2 separate regions of the Canis lupus genome follow, and region 1 is linked to region 2. The links are chromatin contacts, called in public Hi-C maps. All regions are on one chromosome and are shown on one strand. The core of a region is the stretch at or near the end of the contact, and the rest is flanking DNA. Distances in the headings are between cores, read along the strand shown.

Region 1 (6,398 bases), core at 3,245-5,744, 370 kb before region 2:
GACCACCTCCTCTTTGAGCTCTCCCCGCCTTCTGAGTACAGGGGCTAGTTTCAGGTTATATGAGCAAAGCCCCTGGAGGGTTGCAAACCAACACTCCCACATCCACTCCATTAGCAAATACTGTTGACTACCTCCCATCAGAGAAAACTCACTCCAAGCCTTGAGCATGGGTATATGAATTTGCCTCCTTGGTGACATTGAACCCCCCACCAAAACTTTAGCAGCCCATCCCAACCTCTTTGAAAAACAGGCTGAATTGTTATGTCAACTAATGTAACAGCCAAATGCAAAGAAGAATTATACCCCATTTTATGAGCCAACCAGATACCTGTTCTCAGAATCTTGACCTTTTTTGAGTTGTAATGTCTCCCTGTTGCCCTGAACCTACTTTTTCCCATTTTTGTACAGACATTTTGAACTTGTCTCCTCTGCCTGGAAAGCAATACATTCAGTTTTTTTGTTGTTATTTTGTTTTGTTTTTTGTTTTTATTTTTTGTTACTGCTCTAGTGGTTTTGTGTTTTAATTTGATACCTCAACACACATCCCAAGTCAGTTTACTTTCTTCAAACCTCCGCTGGCTCATGGCTGTGTCATGACTTAACTGTCTTCAACTTTCCACTCTTTGTACCCATTCATCCACTTCTAAAGAATGACCAGACCAGGGTGATCTTTTAGAAACATAAATAAGAACATGCTATTCTCTGAGTAAATCTCTCCACTGGTTTACCATCATCTTCAGAATAATGTCCAGAATGCCTGGTGCCATAAAGGACCTAGCCCTTGGTCTCTCTGACCTCTTCTTCCTCTTATACCTGATCCTGCCTCCCTGCTCTTCTCATTTCCACTGTAGCATCTGTATTAGTTTCCTATTGTTGCTGTAACAAAATACCATAAACGTAGTGACCTAAAACAGCACAGATCTATTATTTTGAAGTTCCGGAGGTCAAAAGTCCAAAGTGTGGGTAGGGTGGTTCCTTCTGGAGATTCTAGAGAGAGAAACCACTTCCTCTGGAGGCTGCCCTAACTCCTTGGAAGGAATGGTGGCCCTTCTTCATACCCTATCAACCTCTGTTCCTACCATCACATCTTCTGACCTCTAACTGACCCTCCTACCTTCCTCTTCTGAGGACCTTGGTGATTGTATCAGGCCTGCCCAGACAATCCAGGATAATCTTCTTATCTCAAGACTATTAATTCAATCACAACTGCAAAGTCCCTTTAACCACATAAGGTAACATATTCACAGGCCCCAGGGATTAGAGTGTGGAGGTCCTCAAGGGGCCATTATTCAGCTGACTGCAGCACATTTGCATCAGCTGTTCCCTCTATCTGGAATGCTCTTCCCCTGGATCTTAGCACAGCTCACTTCTTGTCACTTCAAATGACATCTTCTCAGGTTTTTTCCTGCTGTCCCAGCCTGTCACCCTGGCACGCACCCACCCTAGTCCCCAGTCACTCTACTTTATTTTCCTTGTAACATGTTTTATTGTCTGAGTTGTGCAGGGCTGCCACGTACTGTGGCATAGGTCAGGCAGTGCATGGTGGGAGGATGCCCTGACTTAGAGTGGGAATGGGGTCTGTGCACAGCTTGCACTCTGTGTGCGGAACATCTTTGAATTTTGAACTTCTCCTATTTTATTGCTTGCTATTTACTTTTCCTGCCTCTAACTAAAGCTTGAGCTCCATGACAGCAAGAGCTTGGTCTGTACTGCTTTTCCCAAGTCTGGCTGAACAAAAGCTCTCCGTGCTTCCCAAACTCGGAAAAGACTTCAATTCTCAATTCCAGAACCGATGAAACCCACCACCTCATCTATTTACAAGGTACCAAGATTATTCTCCCAATCAAAAAGATACTTGGAAAAGAAACTTTGCCTCATTGCAAGAGCATTAATTTCCAAAGTGAAGTTTCCAAATGGGACTTATAAAATAGGAAGTTTTCTTTGAGGTTTTAGCACGAGCCTAACGGTTTTATGAAAAGCTGGAGCTGGTTGTGCTGAGAAACCACTGGTACTTTCATGCAGCTGCACACTGATTTTCTAATTTCTCTGTGCCCAGCTTCAGAATATTAGAAGAGCTGACAATGTCCCTGAAAGCAGTGACACCATTTGACTGAGGAGTTACTCGAATGTTCTCTCTTCTTTAAGTCGAAAAGAAGCTTGATCATTTCCAACAAATATGGCTTCATCAAGGCTCCACTCCCCCAACATGTGGGGCTTCTTTTGTTTCACAATGAAGGAGGTAGGATGCTTTTGAGATGCTGCTTTTGATAGAGCAAACTAGGTGTTGTTAAAGTTTATCCTCTACAGATGGAGCCTTCACCCAGGAACTCCCCCAATTTTGTAGGCTTCCAGCTTCTGGGGATGAGACTCTGGCCAGCAAGAAACTGGAGGCCTGCTTCACAGTAGAATGCCAGAGGACACCTCAGCTTCATCATGCTCTACTTTCCTTGACATGACTCGACTTCAGGGAGGCCCAAAGTACACAAAGATAGATGACCTGGGCCCAAATGACAGGAGATACTATCTTCAACTTCTATTAGCGAAAATGAAGACAGAATGGAGTGCATGAGGGCAGGTGTCATCCCAGAATCACTAGTAGTGTCTTTCCCTGGGACATTAATCCAGAGTGAAATGACACTTTGCCATTATACTAGAGTTCCTTCACAAAGATCACTTCTTTTAAAAAGTTTTTATTTATTTATTTATTTATTTATTTATTTATTTATTTATTTATTTTAGAGAGAGAGACAGTAAGTAGCAGTGGAGGTAGTGGAGGGGGAAGGGGAAGGGCAGAGGGAGAAGCATGTTCCCCTCTGAGCAGGGAGTCCAACATGGGGCTCGATACCAGGACCCTGAGATCATGACCTGAGCCAAAGGCAGATGCCCAACCAACTGAGCCACCCAGGTGCCCCCCACAAAGATGATTTTCAGTGAGAAAGAGAATCAGAGCAAATAAGAATCCTCAGCGTGTGGGCCATAGGTATGTGGTAATTAAAACCAGGCAGAAGGGTGGGAGGGAAGCCTGGAACCCAAGGGACAGCCACGGGGGTTCACTCCCAGGAGCCGGGGAAAGCTTTCCCTTGTAGGGAAAAGCAGATCAACGTGAAGAAGAGGACAGAGGAAGGGGTCTTTTTTCTGGTTTTGCCAAGAATCAGGTCTATCTTTGCTTAGAAACCAGGTCCTGTTAGTGCATCCAATGAAACTCTTTCCAGATGTGTTATTGGCAACATCTCTCCTCATTCCTAAGTCATTCATTTGGGCACTAGTGTTGAGTGGGGTTTCTCTGGGGCTTCTATATCTAATTCAGACAGAAGCCCAGGCCAAAAAGTCTCCAGGGCAAGAAGAGAACCCCAGGCACTCCCTGGGAAGCACCTATTCCCATACAAAATCTTTTCTAAGAACTCTGTGTCCTTGAAAATTTAGAACAAACCCATGATTCCTTGCCTGGTCTTGGAGAAAACCATCTCTAGGCCTCTGCTGGTTTCCAAAGCTAGTAGTAGCTTTAGGAATTTGCTTCACCTCAGACCCGTCAGGATGGCCGCTATCAAAAAAAAGCAAAATGACAAATGTTGGTGCGAATATGAAGAAACGGGAACCCTCTCACACTGTTGGTGGGAATGCAAAATGGTACGGTCGCTACACAAGACAGTGTGGACATTCCTCCAAAAAAGTGAAAACTAGAACGAACCTATGATCCAACAATTCCAGGTCTGGGTATTTATGCAAAAGAAGCGAAATCAGGATCTCGAAGGGATGTCTGCATTCTCATATTCTTTGCAGCACTAGTCGCAACAGCCAAGACATGGAGAAAGCCTATGAGTTCATCAACAGATCAACAGATGAAGAAAGTGTGGTGGACACATACGACGGAACATTAGTCAGCCTCTAAAAAGAGGAAGCTTCTCTATGATAGCACAAATACACCCAGAGAACATTATACTGAGTGAAACAAGCCCGTCATAGAAAACAAACACTGCCTTGTTTCCACTTCTATGGAATGTCTAAAGTAGTCAGTGCAGAGAATCAAAGAGTAGAACGGTGGCTGCCAGGGACTGGAGGGAGGTGGAAATGGGGAGTTACCACCCGACGGGCATATAAAGTCTCCGCCAAGCAAGATGAGAAAGCTCCAGAGAACTTGCTGTTCAACTTGGTACCTGGAGTCAATAATGCTACATCATGCACTTAAAGATCATTGAGAAGGAAGAGCGCATGCAGAATGTTTTTACTACAGTAAAATAAAATTAAAAAAGAAAGACTCCGCTTTCAGTTAGCATCCTCAAGGAGAAAGCACAGCTTTACCAAGTATCCAGGAAAGGGATGGCTGGGGGGCACCTGCTGTCCACTCTGGTGAATTCCCAACATCCACTCTCTCTTTTATGGTCTTTCAAGCTTGACAGGCAGGGTGTTTATAATAGGTTCCCCTCTGCTAGGGCTAGAGAAACAAAGTCTAAATCGGAGGCTGCGGTGTTCAAAACAACCACACTGTGTCCCCACTGCGCCGTCAAGCGTGCATGACTCATAAAGCTACTGAGTCCGGAGGTGAGCAATTCTGTGTAGCTGATAAAAACGGCCACGTGCTGCTCTGGGCGGGAGAGCCCTCCTCCCCACCGGCCCTCCCTGCCAACAGCCCTCTGCAAGGCTTGGGGTTGATTTCTTTTTTTTTTTTTTTTAATTTTTATTTTAGAGAGTCATGAATACAACCATTCCATATACATCTTTTTGTGTTATTTTTATCCTGAAAGCATGATAGACTCAGAGGCAGTTGCAAAAATGCCGAGTCCCACCTACCCTTCACCCAGTTTCCCCCAATGGTGACATCATACATAGCTATAAAACAATACCAAAACCAGGAAACCAGGGGCGTGTGGGTGGCTCAGTCGGTTCCAGTCGGTGTCCAACTCTTAGATTTGGCTCGGGTCCTGATCTCAGGGTCGTGAGATGGAGCCCCATGAGGGGCTCAGTGCTCAGCACAGAGTCTGCTTAAGACTCTCTCCCCACTTCCTCCTCCCCTGTGAATAAATAAATCTTTTTTAAAAAAAACAGGAGACTGGTATTGATGGAGTGCTGTTTACTAGTCCACAGACCAAATTCAGATTTCACCATTTTTACCTGCACTCATCTGTGTTGGGGGGTGGGGTGGGGGAGTGGTTTGATGCAACCTCATCTGATACATAGATTTGTGGAAGCAGCACAAAAATCAGGGTAAGAACTGTCCCATCACCACTGAGGAACTAAACTTCACATGTTCCCCCCTTGTCCACGTGCACCCTTTTCTCCCATCCCTTATTCCCTGGTTGCTCTCTCCATAAATCCATCACTTCTGGGATGTTCTAGAAATAGGATTACACAGTACATAACCTCATGGAACTGGCTTTTTTCCCCCATTCAGTAGGATGCCTGTGCAATCCATGTGGGTTGTGTATGTCCATGGTTAGCTGCTGAATAGGACTCTAGAACATAAACAGATGTTCACCTGCTTACCTGCGGAAGGGTCTTTGAGTTGTTTTCAGTATTTTGCTATTGTGAATAGAGCTGCTATGAACACTTATGTGCAGATTTGGGCGTGCATTTAAGTTTTCATTTCTCGGAGATAAACATTCAAGAGTGCACCTGCTGGATCAGATCCCAGATGCATGTTTTAGTTTGATAAGAAACTGCCAAAATTAGTTTCCAGAGATGCTGTACCATTTTACATTCTGACCAGCAATGAGAGAAAATTCTAGTTGCTCCGTATCCTCCACCAGCAAACCTCTATGTTTTGTACCTGGAGTTATGAACCCTGAGGACTCTAGAAGATTAGAACTGTACAAGGCCTTATAGGTTATGGGGCCCAGCCGATTGATTCTGCATAGGAAGGGGCCAGATGCTAAGGAGGGACCTGACCATCCCTTGTCCCTTCATCCACTTCTTCTGTTATTCTCACCATCTCCTCTGTGTCCCCGTCTCAGGCAGAGCTGCCTCCGCTTTATCACACTTCTGGAAACTTGTCAAAGTTTGGGCAGGACTGAAGAGCCTTGTTCAAGCCTCAGGGGGTGGTGGTGGTAATATCTCACCCAGGAAACTTGACCTTGCGCTTTGCTGCCATTGAAGAAACCAGGCTCCAGCTGCACTTTCCAATTCTCACATGGCTCTTAATGCATTGTCTTCTCTCAGGAAATTACTAACAGCACCGAAGTTCAAATACAATCTGACGTTGCAGCCCACAGCCAACTTTCCCAGGCTCAGCCGGCCTCCCGCCCAGCAATACTGTCAACACTCATTGCCTCCAGCTCAGCTACTTCCAGTTATTGAGAACCTACTGTGTGCCAGGCAACGTGCGAGGCGCTTTACATCTCAGGGCCTCTGGTCTTTACCCCGGTCTGCAAAGCTGGCACAATACGCCCCGTCCGACAGATAAG
Region 2 (7,127 bases), core at 2,065-4,564:
CATTCTGACATTTTTTTCATCAGTTTAGGCTTTAAACTATTTAAACCAATGTGCCCACTCCTTCTAGGTTCTCAAAGGCCGGTATGGGATCATCTGTTTAGAACAATTTGGGGCCCTTGTTCAAAATAGGAAATTCCCAGGCCCCATCTGGAATTACTCCTCCAGAAGGCTCAAGGGAAGAACTCTGCATTTGAATGAGCTCCTCTCTATTTCTTGGGCATGCTGGAGGGTAAGTGAGAACCACAGCACTGGACTTTGCCCAAGTGCCTAAAATTATCAGTGCCAGGCACACGGCAGATGCTTAAGGCATTTTCATCTTAATAAATAGGGAAAAAAGACAAAATAAAATTAATTTAAAAATCTAAGGTTAAATAAAAATCATGAAAAAGTAAATGTATGTATGCACGTATGGATGGATGGATGGATGGATGGATGGATGGATGGATGATAGATGGATGATAGATGAATGGGTGATGGATGGATGGACAGATACATGGATGGATGGATGATGGATGGATGGATAGATGGATGCATGGATGATAGATGAATGCATGATGGATGGATGCATGGATGGATAGATAGATGATGGATGAATAGATGATGGATGGGTGATGAATGGCTGCATGGATGGATGCATGCATGCATGGATGGATTGATGATAGATGAATGGGTGATGGATGGATGGATGGATGGATAGATGGATAAATGGATGCATGGATGGATGGATGATGGATGAATAGATGATGGATAGATACATGGATGGATGATGGATGAATGGATGTTGGATGGATGGATGGATGGATGGATGGATAGATGGGTGGGTGATGGATCGGACGGATGCATGGATGGACAGATGAAGCAGTGTATCTAACTTCTTTGCTCCTTTTCATCATGTTGTTCTTGAAGAGGGAACCATCAACATTTATTGAGTTTTTCCTCAGTGTAAAAGTAATATATGACTGATGCTTAACACTTAGAAAACAAGGAAAGCAAAGGAAAAGACAAACAAAAATCACCACTCAGAGGTTACCACCCTCAACATATTTGCATTGTTCCCTCTGATCTTCTGTAGGATGCATACAAACACAGGATGGTTTAGCAAAAATATCATCCTGTTGTACACCTAATACTCTTTTGAGCTTGCTTTTTTTAACTTAACAATGCATTATGAATATTTTCTCAACTCAGGAAATTCTTCCTCACCATAACTTTAGATGGCAGTATAGTATTCCATCATAGCTATGCTATGATTTATTTCATCCCTACCCAATCATTGAACGTTCAAGCTCAGCAATTAATTAAAAATGAAATATACATGTAGATTCTAATTCATGTCTTTAGTATTTATCTGTATTTTTTTAAGTTCCACAGTTGATTTGAATCAGGAGCCAGAAGTGATGGCTACTGCCCACAAGTCTACTTCTAGAATGTTCTCGAGAAACTTCTGGAGTTAAAACACAAAAGAGGAAAATTTCCATGCCTCAAGAATGTCAGTAGATCTGGATTATATAAACTCGGTCGATTCCAGGGTGCACAGCATTGTCACACCTCACAGGAGGAAAGAACAGGTATTATTGTCATCATCACAAGGGGACCAATGTGATCCAGTACCATCAAGATGGTACCAATTTCATTTCTGATGAACAACTGTTTGGAGAACCACACAGCAATGCTCCGCCAACTGGAATGATTTATTTTTATCATTTCTTTCCCTTTCATTGCTTCAATTAGTTGCCAAGATATGACAGGAGGAGCTTGCTGTCTCTTTGGGGCTTGGAAAGACTCAAAGATTAAAGAAAGCCCAGAGTTTATAAAATTATGTGCAATTTAGTGCTTTTGATTTTTAGACAAACGCTCATACCAGGTTCTTCTGGAGTATAACAAAGGAAAGGTGATTTTTTAAAGTTAAAAACGATTCAAAGGGAATTGGCAACACACCCTCGAAGGCAGGATCTGTCTTGGTTACCCTCATTCCCTACAGCATCTGTCATGATCTCTAGCACACAGTGGATGGTTGCTAAATGAATTAATGCTCGTATGAATGAATGAATTAGGAGATGGTCCTCTATCCCATTTTAAGCCATACAATATAGATGATCTGGACTCCTCGGTTTTCCTGCAGACTTGATGTCAGTCTCCAAAGGCCAGCCCACTCCTAACTCCCTTATTTCCTAAAAAACTCAAAATAGGTAATGCTTTTATCCAGCCTCACAATCCTATGCTTAGGATCAAAATCCACAGAAATATGTCACCAGCCCCATCTGCCCCCCACCCCCACCCCCAAGGGAGGTACTCAGCAAATGAAAATCTTCAGGATTCCTTACCACTCCTGAGTCACAGGTGCCATTCTCAGGGTCACACTAATTCATTTGCTATAGAAACCATGGCTACCTTTAAACCTGGAGGTAGAAAAAGCTTCCTTTATACTCAAATCACCTCAACTGTGTGGTTCCCAGCCCCATGGGGTCAGCTGTGGCCACCGGGCTCCCTGTGTTCTTCTCTGCTTTCTTGGCACCAAACTGCATGACCCCAAACAGAGCCCCAGCCTCACTTAACCAGGAACCTCAAAGCAGCCATTCCTCTCTGGGTGCTTCTTCACTGGTTAAAACAACAAATGACTGCTCTGGCACCACGTTTTATCAACAATCTTGGGAAGTTCATCCCACTGTGGGATCCAGGAAGATCACGTCTCTTCCCTGGGTGGTTCAGAACCCTACTGAACCCTACGTACCGGTGCCAGGGTCCCCACTTTCTGGGAGCAAGTCCCTTCCAGGCTGCCTGCATTCCTCGCCCTGACTTTTACTTTCACTTTTACTACAGCCAAATACTTGTGCAAAGAAAAAAATGTATAATTCCTCCCCTTCCTTTTTTTTTTTTTTTTACCGTATACTTTCCTGTTTCACACCAAACTCTACAAAGCCTTTAGTGTGCTCACATTTTTATTTGCACCAAATATACATGCTCTTTTTTTCTTCTTTTTAAGTAAATGGTGTTCAATGCTTTCTTGTTTACCATTACGTCCTGAGAGCTGATTGTTGCTGCAGAAAGTGCGAGGGCCCAGGGGGCCGGGTGAGGAGCTGAAGGGACATTGGAGGGGCGAGCTTCTGCCCTGATGTTGGGCAGTGGGAACAGGAGACTGTACCTGCCTGACCCAGAAACACGCACAGCCTGCATGAGAGCATCGCTCAGGGACTGTTTTGTTGGTCAGTCTCACAATACCCTGATTCCTGCTTGCTGAGCTCCTCACACTGAGGTTTGAACAGGGAAAGCTCTAGAAAGAAATTGATTGAGGCCAGAGGCTGGGTCTGCAACGTGAGGAGATGGCTCCCCCCAGTGTCGGGATGATTCTTCAGAAACCTGGACTAGGTTAAGCCAGAGCAGTGACCTTGAATGCTGAGTTGGTGACCGATTGAAGGTGGTGTGACCCACAGGCCTTGAGAGGAAGGGGAAGGAAGAGGCCAGTGCCCAGCATGGGGTACCAGTTCCCCCAAAGCCGGTCCTCCCTCTGTCACCTTCAGATCCTGATGGTCAATGCTGCAGACCACCCCCAACACAGCTTTCTCCAAGGACTCCAGAAAAGCCACCAAGCCTTTTTTTACTGTGTTTTATTTGCTCGTTCCTCTTTCCCTCTGCAGCAGATGCCCCAAACCCTAAAGATAAACAGGTAAAGTTGTATGGTCACAGTACCTGGAATCCCATTGTGTTTTCCTCAACATCTTTTCCTGTTCAAAGCCCGATCCATTCCAGCTCAGGGGCCTCCTGCTGATTACCAGGGCCTCCCTAAAGCCCCCCTTTATTTTTTTAATTGTATTTTTTTTATTGGAGTTCAATTTGCCAATGGGGGAAATGCCATAGACCTGTGTTAGAAAGCTGCCAAAGTCATTTTCCTGTTCTTAGGTTTAAATAGAAAGGTAGACTACGTATGAAGTTCTGAAGTGGAGCTGCCAGCCTGCAGCCCTGAGCAAGTACAGGGCGCTGGACTGCTATTAGGGATCCGTGCATGATTCTCAAAATAAATTCACCAGAGAAGAAAACAAAAAGAAAGAGAAAATTGATGCAGAATTCAGCCCAAGAGAAAAAAAGACACGAATAATGCAAATATTTCCCAGGTCCGTTCAATGTAACAAAACATGTAGGGAAAATCTTATTACCATCACTTGTTCTGAAGATACCATCCTCAGTATGTATTCTGCAAAGCTAAAGAAAAATGTCCTGAGGCTGGTGGAGTCAAGGCTGAAGCCAAACTTGGAAAGACATCTCGGAAGTGCTTTGGTCCAACTTTGGAAGCTGGTCCTTCATGGAACGTGTCAACTTCAAGTCATTCCTCTTCATGTCAGAGGCTGAATGTTATCAGAAACTAGGACAGGTGTATCTCTTCTTAATGAGGCACATAGGTAAGTGACAGGATCATGGCATCTCTTTTTTTTTTCCTGATTATGGTAGCGACACATGTTCATTATAGAAAAATACAAAATGTAGTTTGTAAATTTTTTCCTCAGTGTCATCAAATATTTTTCTATCTTGTTAAGTATTTTTTTTAATTTCATTGTAATGGCTGCATAATATTGCACTTTTAAAACCATTCTTTTATGAGAAGACATTTGTTTCCTTTTTTTTCCTCTGTTTTGAAGTGAAACAAAACAGATGAACATAGGGGAAAGGAAAAAGAGAAGGGGTGGGGAGGCAAACCATAAGAGACTCTTAACTCGAGGAAACAAACTGAGGGTCACTGGAGGGGAGGTATTGGGGGGATGGGGTAACTGGGTGAAGGGCATTAAGGAGGACATGTGATATAATGAGCACTGGGTGTTGTATGTAAGTGATGAATCACTAAATTCTACCTCTGAAATTAATATTACACTATATGTTAACTAAAATTTACTTAAAAACTTTAAATATTTTTTAAAATATTTTTTTTTAAAGTGAGTATGGTGAACATTGAGATTTCTGAGTTGCTTGCTGGGTCAAGGAGAAAGTCACTTTATTTATTAAAACATGCAGTTGAGGGTCTCATGACACCATGCTGCTGTTTTCCATGCCAACACATGGTGCCTTTGTAGAGAAAATAAAACTGTGAAAAGTATTTGTTTGGAATTGAAAGAATAAAATTAAAAAGTCGAGATTTGACGTTTGGGTTTTGCTACTACTGTGGCCCGCGCTGACAGCCTGTGGCACGTCCCTTTGACTCTACTGGCCACACCTAGATTAACAATTTTTTAAAAGATTTTATTTATTTATTCATTCATGAGAGACACAGAGAGACACATGAGAGAGAAGCAGGACACAGGCAGAGGGAGAAGCAGGCTCCATGCAGGGAGCCTGACATGGGACTTGTTCCCAGGTCCCCGGGATCAGGCCCTGGGCTAAAGGTGATGCTAAACCGCTGAGCCACCCAGGCTACCCCTAAATTAACAATTTTTAAACAATTTAAGGTTATACAGAGAGAAAGCAATATGCTAAGTCTTTTCTCTTCTTCTATGGAATAAATTTTTTTTTTTCCAACTTCTCTGTTCTTGTGTAGGAGAAAGTACGGCAGTCATACAGATGGGAAACTGCTGCCAGCTGCTCGTTCGTGGGGGTTTGCCTCTGGGACCCTGGCCTGCACTGCAGTGTTTTGCCTGTGGTGAGAGTCCAGCAGATGTCCACCAATCCAAGAGCAGGTGGAAGGGAGGTTTAAATGCAAAGACATCAGGCTTCAGGGCTTCTTCTGTGTTTCTCCCATTATACAAATCATAGTCCAAATCACCAAGATGTAAGCAGTATACACTGACATCAAAATCCCATGCTCAGAAATACATCCAGAGCCCCAGAACTGCCATTTCCTAAATGAGCTGTCTAAACAGGACCTGAGAAGTCTCCGCACCTGCAAAGCGGGTGGGGGGGAGTACCAGACTACCTATGTCTCAGAACTGTCCTGAGACTCAATATAAAAATGAAATTATATATGTGGTTTAAATAAACCCTAAAACTCAAATAATTGCATTAAGTAAACTATCAAATAAATTAACCATTAAATAAACTCCAAAACTCAAGTAATCACAAACCATTATTGCCTTATCCAAGGAGCTGGAATGCATCGGGGATAAATGCAAAGACCGTAGAGCATATCTCCATGGTGTTATGCAACTTTACAGGTTACTTATTATGATCAATACAGTAAAGAATCTAGAAATTTCCAAGTGTATTTGGCCCCAGAACTTTCAATTCACATTATATCTATTAACATCCACATATTAGAAATCATGGGTTTTGTGGTTTGATTTCACATAAAATGTAAGGTGTACGAAGGCAAGCACTTTGTCTTGTACCCTACTGTATCTTCAGGCCATAGAAGAGCTGCCTGCACATAATAGGTACTCAATAAATTTATATTCATTGCATAATGGATATACTTTCCTTTAAGCTAATTTGAAAATAGCCTCTGAAAATAGTATGCATAGTGACGTGAAACATGGGTTTATATGCTCTGCTAGTGAAAGTGTAAATAGGTTTAATCTTTTAAAAAGCAGCCTAACTTCATGCAGCAAGAGCTTCTAAAGTATATGTCCTCTCACTAAGTTGTGTTGCTTCTGGAAATCTACTTGGATGTTATTCTAAGTATGAAAAATAAAAAGTTTGTATTTAAGATGCTCAGGAGATGCAGTATTGTTTAAAATGGGGAAAAAAAAACCCACCTGGAAACCATCTGAATTATGTTCAGATGAATAATTAAGATACAGAATATTCACTTGATGGGTTATTCTGCAGCCATTAATATGCTTATGAAAATTATAGAACTTTGAAATATTCCTATATTATATTGTAAGCACACATTCATAAATCACATATAATTCTTTTTCCTCTTGTATTAAGGAAAAAGGCAAGAAACTAAATTGTATATAAATTATAATCCATATATGTAACAACAACAAATGCAAAATAAGGAACTAACACTGAGTGCCACTGTGCCAGGCAATTGCTCTAAATACTTCATATACATATAACATCTTTATTTTCCTAATAATCTATAAGGCAGGTATTATTATAATACCCATTATAATACTGAAAAAAACTGCTCAAATGCTGACACTCAAATATTGACAACAGCTGCCTCTGAGTGATGAAAAAGACAGTAATTATATTCCCTG

The links. A called contact is a pair of places that touch in the nucleus more often than the background predicts.
Region 1: a Hi-C map of liver shows a contact between it and region 2, with 5 times the contacts expected there. The contact joins two enhancer-like sites. A contact is called at or near these places in 6 of 9 Hi-C or Micro-C datasets (amygdala, blood, liver and 1 more).

The regions. Positions count from the first base shown.
Region 1 is chr31:29,440,742-29,447,139 of UU_Cfam_GSD_1.0, reverse strand. No RefSeq gene overlaps it. Among named protein-coding and RNA genes, the nearest start is that of KCNE2, 14 kb to the left of the region's middle. Within about 2 kb of position 4,494, at least 5 of the 20 cell types and tissues checked have an H3K27ac peak or open chromatin away from gene starts, as enhancers often do.
Region 2 is chr31:29,068,763-29,075,889 of UU_Cfam_GSD_1.0, reverse strand. No RefSeq gene overlaps it. Among named protein-coding and RNA genes, the nearest start is that of ATP5PO, 5.0 kb to the right of the region's middle. Within about 2 kb of position 3,314, at least 10 of the 20 cell types and tissues checked have an H3K27ac peak or open chromatin away from gene starts, as enhancers often do.